Linked DNA regions of Mus musculus: region 1 is linked to region 2. The links are chromatin contacts, called in public promoter capture Hi-C maps. All regions are on one chromosome and are shown on one strand. The core of a region is the stretch at or near the end of the contact, and the rest is flanking DNA. Distances in the headings are between cores, read along the strand shown. Region 1 overlaps Ncoa3 (nuclear receptor coactivator 3). Region 2 overlaps Zmynd8 (zinc finger, MYND-type containing 8).

The links. Capture Hi-C pulls out chosen DNA fragments and counts their contacts.
Region 1: a promoter capture Hi-C map of pancreatic islet shows a contact between it and region 2. The contact joins two enhancer-like sites. A contact is called at or near these places in 2 of 484 Hi-C or Micro-C datasets (bone marrow-derived macrophages and liver), 12 of 115 datasets of contacts at active chromatin or transcription factors (DN3 thymocytes, the SCID.adh cell line, bone marrow-derived macrophages and 7 more) and 5 of 9 other capture datasets (adipose tissue, embryonic stem cells, liver and 2 more).

The regions. Positions count from the first base shown.
Region 1 is chr2:166,019,638-166,024,110 of GRCm38.p6, reverse strand. The region is part of intron 1 of Ncoa3 (nuclear receptor coactivator 3); the gene reads right to left. Among named protein-coding and RNA genes, the nearest start is that of Ncoa3, 29 kb to the right of the region's middle. RefSeq lists an enhancer at 649-4,454. Within about 2 kb of position 1,645, at least 145 of the 459 cell types and tissues checked have an H3K27ac peak or open chromatin away from gene starts, as enhancers often do. A contact at or near this core is called in the SCID.adh cell line and pancreatic islet, where this site is marked.
Region 2 is chr2:165,853,231-165,857,744 of GRCm38.p6, reverse strand. The region is part of intron 2 of Zmynd8 (zinc finger, MYND-type containing 8); the gene reads left to right. Among named protein-coding and RNA genes, the nearest start is that of Gm11465, 26 kb to the left of the region's middle. Within about 2 kb of position 2,939, at least 77 of the 459 cell types and tissues checked have an H3K27ac peak or open chromatin away from gene starts, as enhancers often do. A contact at or near this core is called in the SCID.adh cell line and pancreatic islet, where this site is marked.

The DNA of each region.
Region 1 (4,473 bases), core at 396-2,895, 170 kb before region 2:
TGGGATGGCTCAGTAAGTAAAGGCACTTGTCACCAACCCTGGCAACTGAGTTAAATCTAGGTCCCTCCATTATGGAAACAGAACCAACTGTAAAAGTTATCCTCTGACCTCCACATATACCCTATGGACATATACATAATAAAGGATGAATAAAAAATTTAATTTTGCCGGGCGGTGGTGGTGCACGCCTTTGATCCCAGCACTCAGGAGGCAGAGGCAGGTGGATTTCTGAGTTCAAGGCCAGCCTGGTCCACAAAGTGAGTTCCAGGACTGCCAGGGCTATACAGAGAAACCCTGTCTCGAAAAAAAAATTAATTTTATATTTTTTCTTAAAAGTTAGGAAGAAAGGAAGTTAGTTCACTGGTTAGTTAGGAGGAAGGAGTGAGTTAGTTAAGGGCTGGAGGGATGGCTCAGCAGTTTAGAGCACTGGCACTCTTTGGAGGACTAAGATTCCTAGCAGCACAGGTGCCTCAACCATCTGTAACTCTAGTGCCAGAGACCTAACATCCTCTACTGGATTCTGAGGGCACTCAATGCACATGATGCACATATAGACATGCAAAACACAAATAGAAACCTTTGGGAAAGATGCTGAGAATAATCACACAATGATCTAATGCAGTTTTTTAAAATGCAATGCATGGATATAGGTAAGAAAGCCAGGCATGGGAACATGGCTGTAATAACTGTTCTCTGTGAAGTTAAGCCATGACTGTCCTGAGTTTGGGGCTGGCCTGAGCTACATAATGAGTTCAAGGCCACCCTGATTGATAGACACACATACACAAATGCGCTGTGGAATGTATAACTGTATTTTTTAAATTTTTTTATTGTTTTATGGCAGGGTTTCATCTATACTAGACTTGCCTCAAAGTAAGCTTACTATTACACAAAGATTGCCTGCCTCCACTTTCTGAGTGTGCACCACTAAAATTGACTTTAGCAAAGATAATCCAATTTTACTATACAAACCAGTGACTCTGCAAAGTCACAGTGGGCATGGGGACCAGCATTCTTCATAGGGAAATGAAGTGCAGTTACTTGAGCAGGTTCCCAAACCAAGAAGGATCAGGGTATGTCCAATAGCCTCTCTTGTAGATCATATCACGCCATACCACAATTGTTTTGGTTTGGTTTAATTTCATTCATTCATTCACTCATTCATTCATTTATTCATGTATTTAGAAGGCATGCATATGGAGGCCAGGACAAACCCATAAGAGTCATGTAGGTCATGGGGATCAAACTCAGGTAGTCATGCTTGGCAGCAAGCTCCTTGACCCACTGAGCCCTCTCACTGCCCTAACAGCTGACATGGATTTAAATCATCTCTGCTTTTCCATTAGCAAAATAATCGTCTAAGAGCACACTGCTTCAGAAATAGGAGAAAGGAGACAATTACTAGCTGGTGAGTATTACATGGAATATTTACAGATCTCACGAGAGAGAGCTCAGTGTAAAATATCTGACTAGATACTGTACAGGAGTCAGCTCCCTGTGAGAAGGAATCTGTCTAATGCCGAAAGCACAGCTACCAGTTAGAGTGTAATTAGCTTAAAAAAAAACCGAAGTCAGTCAGGTGTGTGAGCGGCATTTACTATTTGTTCCCTTTGTACAGGAAGCACTCAGCTCTGATCTCAAAGTCACCTTCAAGCACTAACGGAAGCACAAGGCTGATTCCTCCTTGCCCAGAACAAAACCCACAGCAAAGACCAACGTAAGGGGACATTTCTCTCCACGTTTTCCTTCCCCAAGAAACAGCTTTATAAACCATATGACGTTCATAATGAAAAGATTACAATTTAGAAACCGAGGAGAAGAAAAATTAACAGGAGCATGAGACAAAAAGAGCACATGCCCTGATACAGAAGCCTCTGAAATTGCTTTTGGAAAAACATGGGACAATCATCTAATTATCAGATGAAACAAACTACAACTTAGAGCTCAATTTACCAGAGGAATAAATACTAAGGCACTCTGTATTACACTTGTAAATGAATAAATACCAAGGGAGGTATGGCAGACGTTCTAAATGCAATCAAGTTAAGTTGTTGTTTTTAAATCGGGCATTATAATCTATAGCTTTATAGATTTGCCACTAACCTCCTAATCTGGCAGGTTAAATTTCAACATTCAAAGTACTGGTTAGGTTTTCTAGAAATGGTCCAGTAAGTTGACATAATAATTAACGCTGTTTGATCTACAAAATCTGAGTACTCAGTGCTGAGAGTGATGAGTGACCTTGAGGCAGCTCTTGGAAGGCAGTCACCATGGCAACGCTTCCACAAAAGTGCCTCATCCTCAGCAAAAGGCCCAACCCAGAGCATAAGGATCTTTAAAGCAGAAAACCTCCGCCCTCACCCACAGCCTAGCAAGGGGTCACAGTTTCTTTTAAAAAGTCTCTACATCAACCTTCCTGATTATTCTTTCAGAGAAAATACAAATTAGCTTCACAGCCATTTATCTGGTCTGGCAACAAAACAAAACAAACAAAACAAAAACTATCTTTTATTTGCTAAATGGGAAGAATTCATTTTGTTTTGGAAAAATATGTTTCAATACAATTAGTACCATTTTACTGTTTTTCGTTCAGGAATGGTAACACAGTGGTAATCTCAGGGCTGAGAAGTCTGAGGCAGGACAACAGGCAGTAGGATGCTAGCCCTGGGATATATGCTGCATTAAAGGAGAGAAAGAAGGGCCACACAGGGGCAGGACACTGGAGTGGGAAGACATTATCTTCCAGCATGCACTTAAAGAAGGAAGCACAAAGGAAGCAGATTTCAGCCCAGACACAGAGTGCACTCATGACTGTCTACATACACCACGGCTTGCTACACTTAGTGTTCTGATGACGCTGTGTTCCCAGCTCCCTCCAGCAGTGCTTCCTGAAAGCCGGGAGGAGTCATTTTATTATCACAACAGTCAGCAGAACCTCAGCACCAGATACTGAACAATTTCACAATTTTCTCACAGAGCTACCAAAGCATTCCTGAAAAGCTGTGTCCAGAACAGCTAATGTTTTTCAGCCTAAATACAAAGATCTTATCGACTTTTCCATTTTTACTGTATATAATCTATTTGTTCATTCTTTCCTACCCCACCCCATTTACCATTAGTTTGCAAAGCCATGAGTACTGACTGATGAGATGACTGTGTGGGGAAAGGAATTTCCCCCCCAAAACTGCTAGGGCAGACATGAAAGAAGGTGCACACAACGTGCAAGCTGGTATACATGGAGGGCTGCAGGCCAACTGGAGCCTCATAATGAGAAACTATGCAGGGTTTTGTTGTCATTTTTTGAGACAGGACCTTTCTATGTAGCCCTGGCTGCCTGGAACTGCCTATGTAGACCATAGTGGCCTCAAGTTCACAGTCATCTGCATAGCCTCTGCCTCAAAGTGCTAGGACTAAAAGTATGTGCTACCACACCTAGCAAAAAGAATTTTTACACTAAGAAAAAAAAAGATAGCAATGTGAGCAGGGCAGTAGGCAAATGGATTTCTGAGTTCCAGGCCAGCCTGGTCTACAGAGTGAGTTCCAGGACAGCCAGGGCTGCAGAGAAACCCTGTCTCGAAAAACCAAAAAAAAAAAAAAAAAAAGATAGCAATGCTATATTACCAAAATAAGTTACAAAATTAAGTTCTACCCATAACATGATATACTGTATAGTGTCAAAAAGGTTCACAGCACATTATAAAACAATATAATCTCAATTCTCTCTATAGGTTCTACTTATACATGGCACTTACTTGGACAGTCTGAAGCCAAGCACTGAGGCTGCAGTCCCACACTGGAAGGTTCAGTTAAGAGAACTGAGACTCTGACACAAGCCTAGGCTCTATAGTGAGAACTTGCATGTGAAAGACTAAAATCACAGTCATTTTTTCCTTTACATCTTTGAAGGTTTTGTACATGTCACGCAATTTCAAAAAATTAACTCCTTTTTTTTTTTTTTTTGAGCTAGTTATGGAGATCAGCAGGACCTGAAATTCAAAGAGAGCTGACTGTTTCTGCCTCATGAGTACTCCACCATCCTGGCTAGAGGTATTTTGTTTGTTTTTAAAGTCAATTCCCAACGGGCCTATAATCTCACACGCTTTTTTAATCCCAGCACTTGGGAGCCAGAGGCAGGCGGATTTCTAAATTCGAGGACAGCCTGATCTACAAAGTGAGTTCCAGGACAGTCAGGGTTATACAAAGAAACCCTGTCTCAAAAAACAAACAAACAAAAAATTTCTGTGGGGCGAGAAGGATCGCTTAGAGCAGCAGTTCTCAACCTGTGAGTCTCCACCCCTTTGGAGTCACATCAGATATTTACCTTACAATCACAGCAGTAGCAAAATTAGTTACGTATATGTTAGTCAGGGTTCTCTAGAGTCACAGAACGTATGGGTAGTCTCTATATAGTAATGGAATTTGTTGATGACTTATAGTCCAACTCCCCAACAATGGTCAGCAGCCACTGAGAAT
Region 2 (4,514 bases), core at 1,690-4,189:
TTGCTAGAGGGACAGTTTTACCCCAGCCCCCATCTTTGCATCTGCTTTTTGCCAGGAGGAAGTTCTGGGCTTTTTGTGTCTTTATGATGTAATTACCCATTGGGGAGTGCCAGAGATTCCTGGGGAGGGAGGCCCTTTTGGGTACCTGCTCTGTGTCTTCTGGAATAGCTTTGGAAATGATTAACCAGGGGCTCAGCCTTGCCACTTCTGGGAGAGCTGGCCGCGGGTGGTCCCCCTTTTGAAGTAGGCAGCATTGTGGCTGGTAGTTTCTGGGAGTTCTGCCTATGTGGGCACTTGCTGTGCCCCAGCTGCTTTAGACCCAGAGGCCTCTGCGGTATCCAGGATCTCTCCAGCGTGTGCAGAGTGATTGGAGTCACGTACAGGATCCATTTTGCTTTCCACTTGATGGAGGCCGACATTTTTCATTACTTTGAACTCGTGGGATTGATTTAGGACGCTCTTTGGAAGAAAGCTAGCTCCTTTTAGACTGGGTAGTGAAGGGAGAGGAGGAGGGACAAGAGGAGGAGGGAGAAGAGGAAGAAGGGGGAGGTCTTGTTTCTTAAAAAAGACATTGGGGCTCTAGAGCTGACACATCAGATAAGAGTGGGTGCTAGAAATTGAACCTGGGTCCTCTGCAAGAGCAAAAGGCGCTTAACCACTGAGCCATCTCCTCGGCTCCTTTTCCAAAAACAACGACAAGACAACAAAACACCAAAGGACTTTTTTTCAGAAAGTTGTTTATTGGCATGGGGCCAGCCATGTGTTGTCAACCTCTGTCCCACTGGTCTTTGCTCCTGGGTGCCAGTGGGCTTACTATCTGCATCATTATGGAAATTTGACACCCACAAAAACACACAAAGCACCCAGTTTTTAAGCCGCAGTCCCTTTCCCCCTGGGAAACCCAGCTCCCTGTGAAGTGTGTCGCTGTATAGACCCTGGGGCATTGGGGGTGCCCTGACTCAGGCTCAGGGTGTGGATGTGAGCGTGGGTGGTGCCTGGCACATCGTGGTTTCTTAGGCTTAGTTGGAGATGGGAAGGACAGTTGTAGGGTAGGGTTCAGGAGTCTCTAGTCTCATAAGTTAGGATCTGACACAGCCTGATAAGGTGAGGAGGTGTGTGGCATTCCCAGAGACCACCTTTGAGATAGCATCATATTGGAGGCTCAGTTTGGGCGGTCCGTGCTCGCATCCCTCCGCCTGCAGTTGGAAAGCAAATGGGTGTATGCTAGAGGCACGGACTCCAATCTGGTGCAAAGGCCTTGTCCCGCAGTACTTAGGAATGTCTGCTTTGGAACCACTCTACTTTCTGGGTTCGTATCCTGGCCCTAATTCTTGGTTATAGCTGTATCGTGTTGGAAATACATTTGAAGTAGTTTGAACAGGTCTTTGCTTATAGCTGCGTTATCTGAAGTGAACTGTCCCTTAAGTCAAAGGACACGCAGGAAGTGCTGAGCCTGATCATTTCTGATGGTTCCTAAGACACAGGCTCTGGAAGGATTACATCACACTCTTAGCTCTTAATACCCAGGAGGCCTCTTACTAACTTCAGGGAAATGTCACCAAGAGGAGAAGCTTCTGTTGCCTGCCCCAGTCCAGGCTGTGTTCCTGAGTCACTGTGCCATCTCCTCCACAAAGCAGGCCTGCTCCCTCACCCAAGTTAACACAGTCAGAGTCAGACTCATTTTGAGGGGGTGGATTGGAGGCAGGAAGTTGGTGAAGGGCCAGCAAATGGTGTCCTGCTAGTCCAGAGAAGGTGGAAGAGGAAAAAAAAAAGTACTTCTTGGATGCAAGGTGAACCATTCATTCCTCTGTGAGACAGCTGGTGGTGGCTGTTTGTCATCATCCCACATTTATACATGAGACGCGCTTAGCAATGTACCCTCCTCAGAATCAGATCATTAGAGAAGTAAAAGTCTGACTCAGCTTTCTGGAAGCGGTCCTTATGGTGATTTCATTACCATGACGACAGCTGGGTTTCTTCCCATCAGTGTACAGTACAGTCACCGGATGTTGGGTTCCTGATGGATCAGGGAGGTGTTTAAGCCACAGGGCCATAGGGCTCCCAGTGGGACAGGGAGGCGTTTAGGCAGTAGGGCTGACCTGCCCTTTAGTATTCTGAAAACGATAATTCCAGCCGCAGCTCCTAAGATGCTACCGGTGTTTAGCTTGGATACAGCAGTTAGACTTCCATAAGCTCTGGGGGCAGTCCTTGTGCTCGTAGCGGCAGATAGAGTTGAGGTGATCTGAGACAAGTTCTATGTAGCCCCCTGATGCTTTGTGCTATGTAGACCAAGGTAGTCTGGAACTCACAGAGGAAAGATTCAGACTGTCAAGGTCTAGGCTTGGCTCTGAGGCTGTACCGCTCTGGTCCACAGTGCCCCATCCCCTTCCTGATGGGCTGGTCCTTCGTGTCACCGTCCTTAGGGGTCTTACATAATGGAATTGAGTTTGAGAACCGAAGTACTTCCAAAGCCAGCTAAGAAATCTTGAGACAACCTAGAAACAGACCCTTGTCTCCCATGGGGGAATCTTCTCTAAACCTAACCACTAGCCTGGAGTTTGTAAGTACAGCAAATATTTGCCTGGTCAGTTCCTGGTTTGGACTGGCCAGAGTATTGTTTCTTTTGAGACGTGCTCATGTGAACCCCAGGCCACCTGCAGTTTGTTTGTTTGTTTTGGTTTTTTTCGAGACAGGGTTTCTCTGTATAGCCCTGGCTGTCCTGGAACTCACTTTGTAGACCAGGCTGGCCTTGAACTCAGAAATCCGCCTGTCTCTGCCTCCCAAGTGCTGGGATTAAAGGCGTGTGCCACCACCACCCTGCCAGGTCACCTGCAGTAAGTACTTAGGCTCTGACATGGGCAGAGTTGATGGGTTGTATTAGCTGCACGGAGAACAAACCCCCAGCTCCTTCCAGAGGCCTTGCGGCCCACAGCAGCCCAGCCCCCACTTTATCTGCCTGTGACATCACTCAGGGGCCCCGCCCTCCTTTACTCGTTATTGCCTTTTGCCTGCACCTGCTGCCTTTCATGCGCAATTGAGCCTTCTAAATCCCTTTCATTTCCCTTACTTTGATAAAGTCACACTGTCTGTAGTACACCAGGGTATATGCTGATATATAATCCCTTCTGCAGGCCCGCCTCCTGAGACGCCCACCTGCTCCCCCAGGAACCTGGCTGGACTTTGGGGTCCCCCCTGGAGTATTCCAGGTGTTTATATGCAGGATCGCATCCTTTTGGGGATGGGGCGTGTCGCCTCCTGGAGGCGCTAGACGTGTTGTTTTGTAACTGGACCCAGGCTGGAGATTGCCATACAGGAGTCCCTGGAGAGATACTGTCCCTCTTGGTGCTGGGGGATGGGACCGGGAGCCTTGTGCCTGCTGGGCAAGTGCTCTGCCACCAAATGGCACCCTCTGTATTACCTCATCACTCTTTCAGTGCGGGAGGGGTGGAGAGTGTGTGGCACTCTGTTAACTAGCCTGACCTGGAACTCACAGCAATCCATCTGCCTCAGCCTCCGAAGTGCTGGGGTTACAAGTGCCCGTGAATACAGATGTCTTTCTTACCCATGATTTGTGTGTTTGTGTGTGTGTATGTGTATGTGTGTGTGTGTGTGTGTGTGTGTGTGTGTGTGTGTGTGAGAGAGAGAGAGAGAGAGAGAGAGAGAGAGAGAGAGAGAGAGAGAGCGCCTGGATGTCAGTTATCTCCCCCTTGTTTGCCATGCATACAGCAGTCTACCTGGCCCATAAGCTTCCGGAGAGTCTCTTGTCCACCTCACATCTCGCTAAAGGAGTGCAGGGATTACAGATTCAGGCAACCATGGCTAACTTTACACGATGTCTGGGCTCGGGTCCTTTCGCTTGCACAGAAGCACATAACGGATCTATCCTTGAACTAACCACTACGTTCTTCATCTTGAGACAGGGTTTCACCGGCCCGGAATTCACTCTGTCAACCAAGCTGTTCGCAAAGTCATGGAGGTTTCTCTGTCTCTGTCTCTGTCTCCTGGCTATGTTCAGCCTTCTTCTTGATTTTTAAAATGTGTACAAGGGTTTTGCCTGTGTGTGTGTAGGTGCACCATGTGCGTGCAGAGGCTGGAAGGTGGCATTGGGTGCCCTGGAACTGGTGTTACAGATGGTTGTGAGCCACCATGTGATTGCTGTGAATTGAACCCAGGTCCCCTGGAAGAGCAGCCAGGGCTCTCAACCGCTGAGCCATCTCTGCAGTTTGCACTTAGCGTTCTTAGTGGCCAGAGAATGTTTTGTTGTATGGCTGCCACGCATTAAGCCACTCCTGTTTGTGGTCACTGAAGTTTGTGTCTAGTCATGGTGGTAAAGTGTCAAGTTGAAGCAGAGAGCACCTGCTGATACCCTCTAGGCTCCTGGTATCCTTTTCTGCTTCTCTCACTTCAGTTTCTCAGGGTGTGAGGTGCACCAGGGCATACCTTTGTCCCTAAGTTAATGAGCCCACCATCGGGCATGAACGAATTGTGGGTCTTACAGGTGAACAGGTGGATTG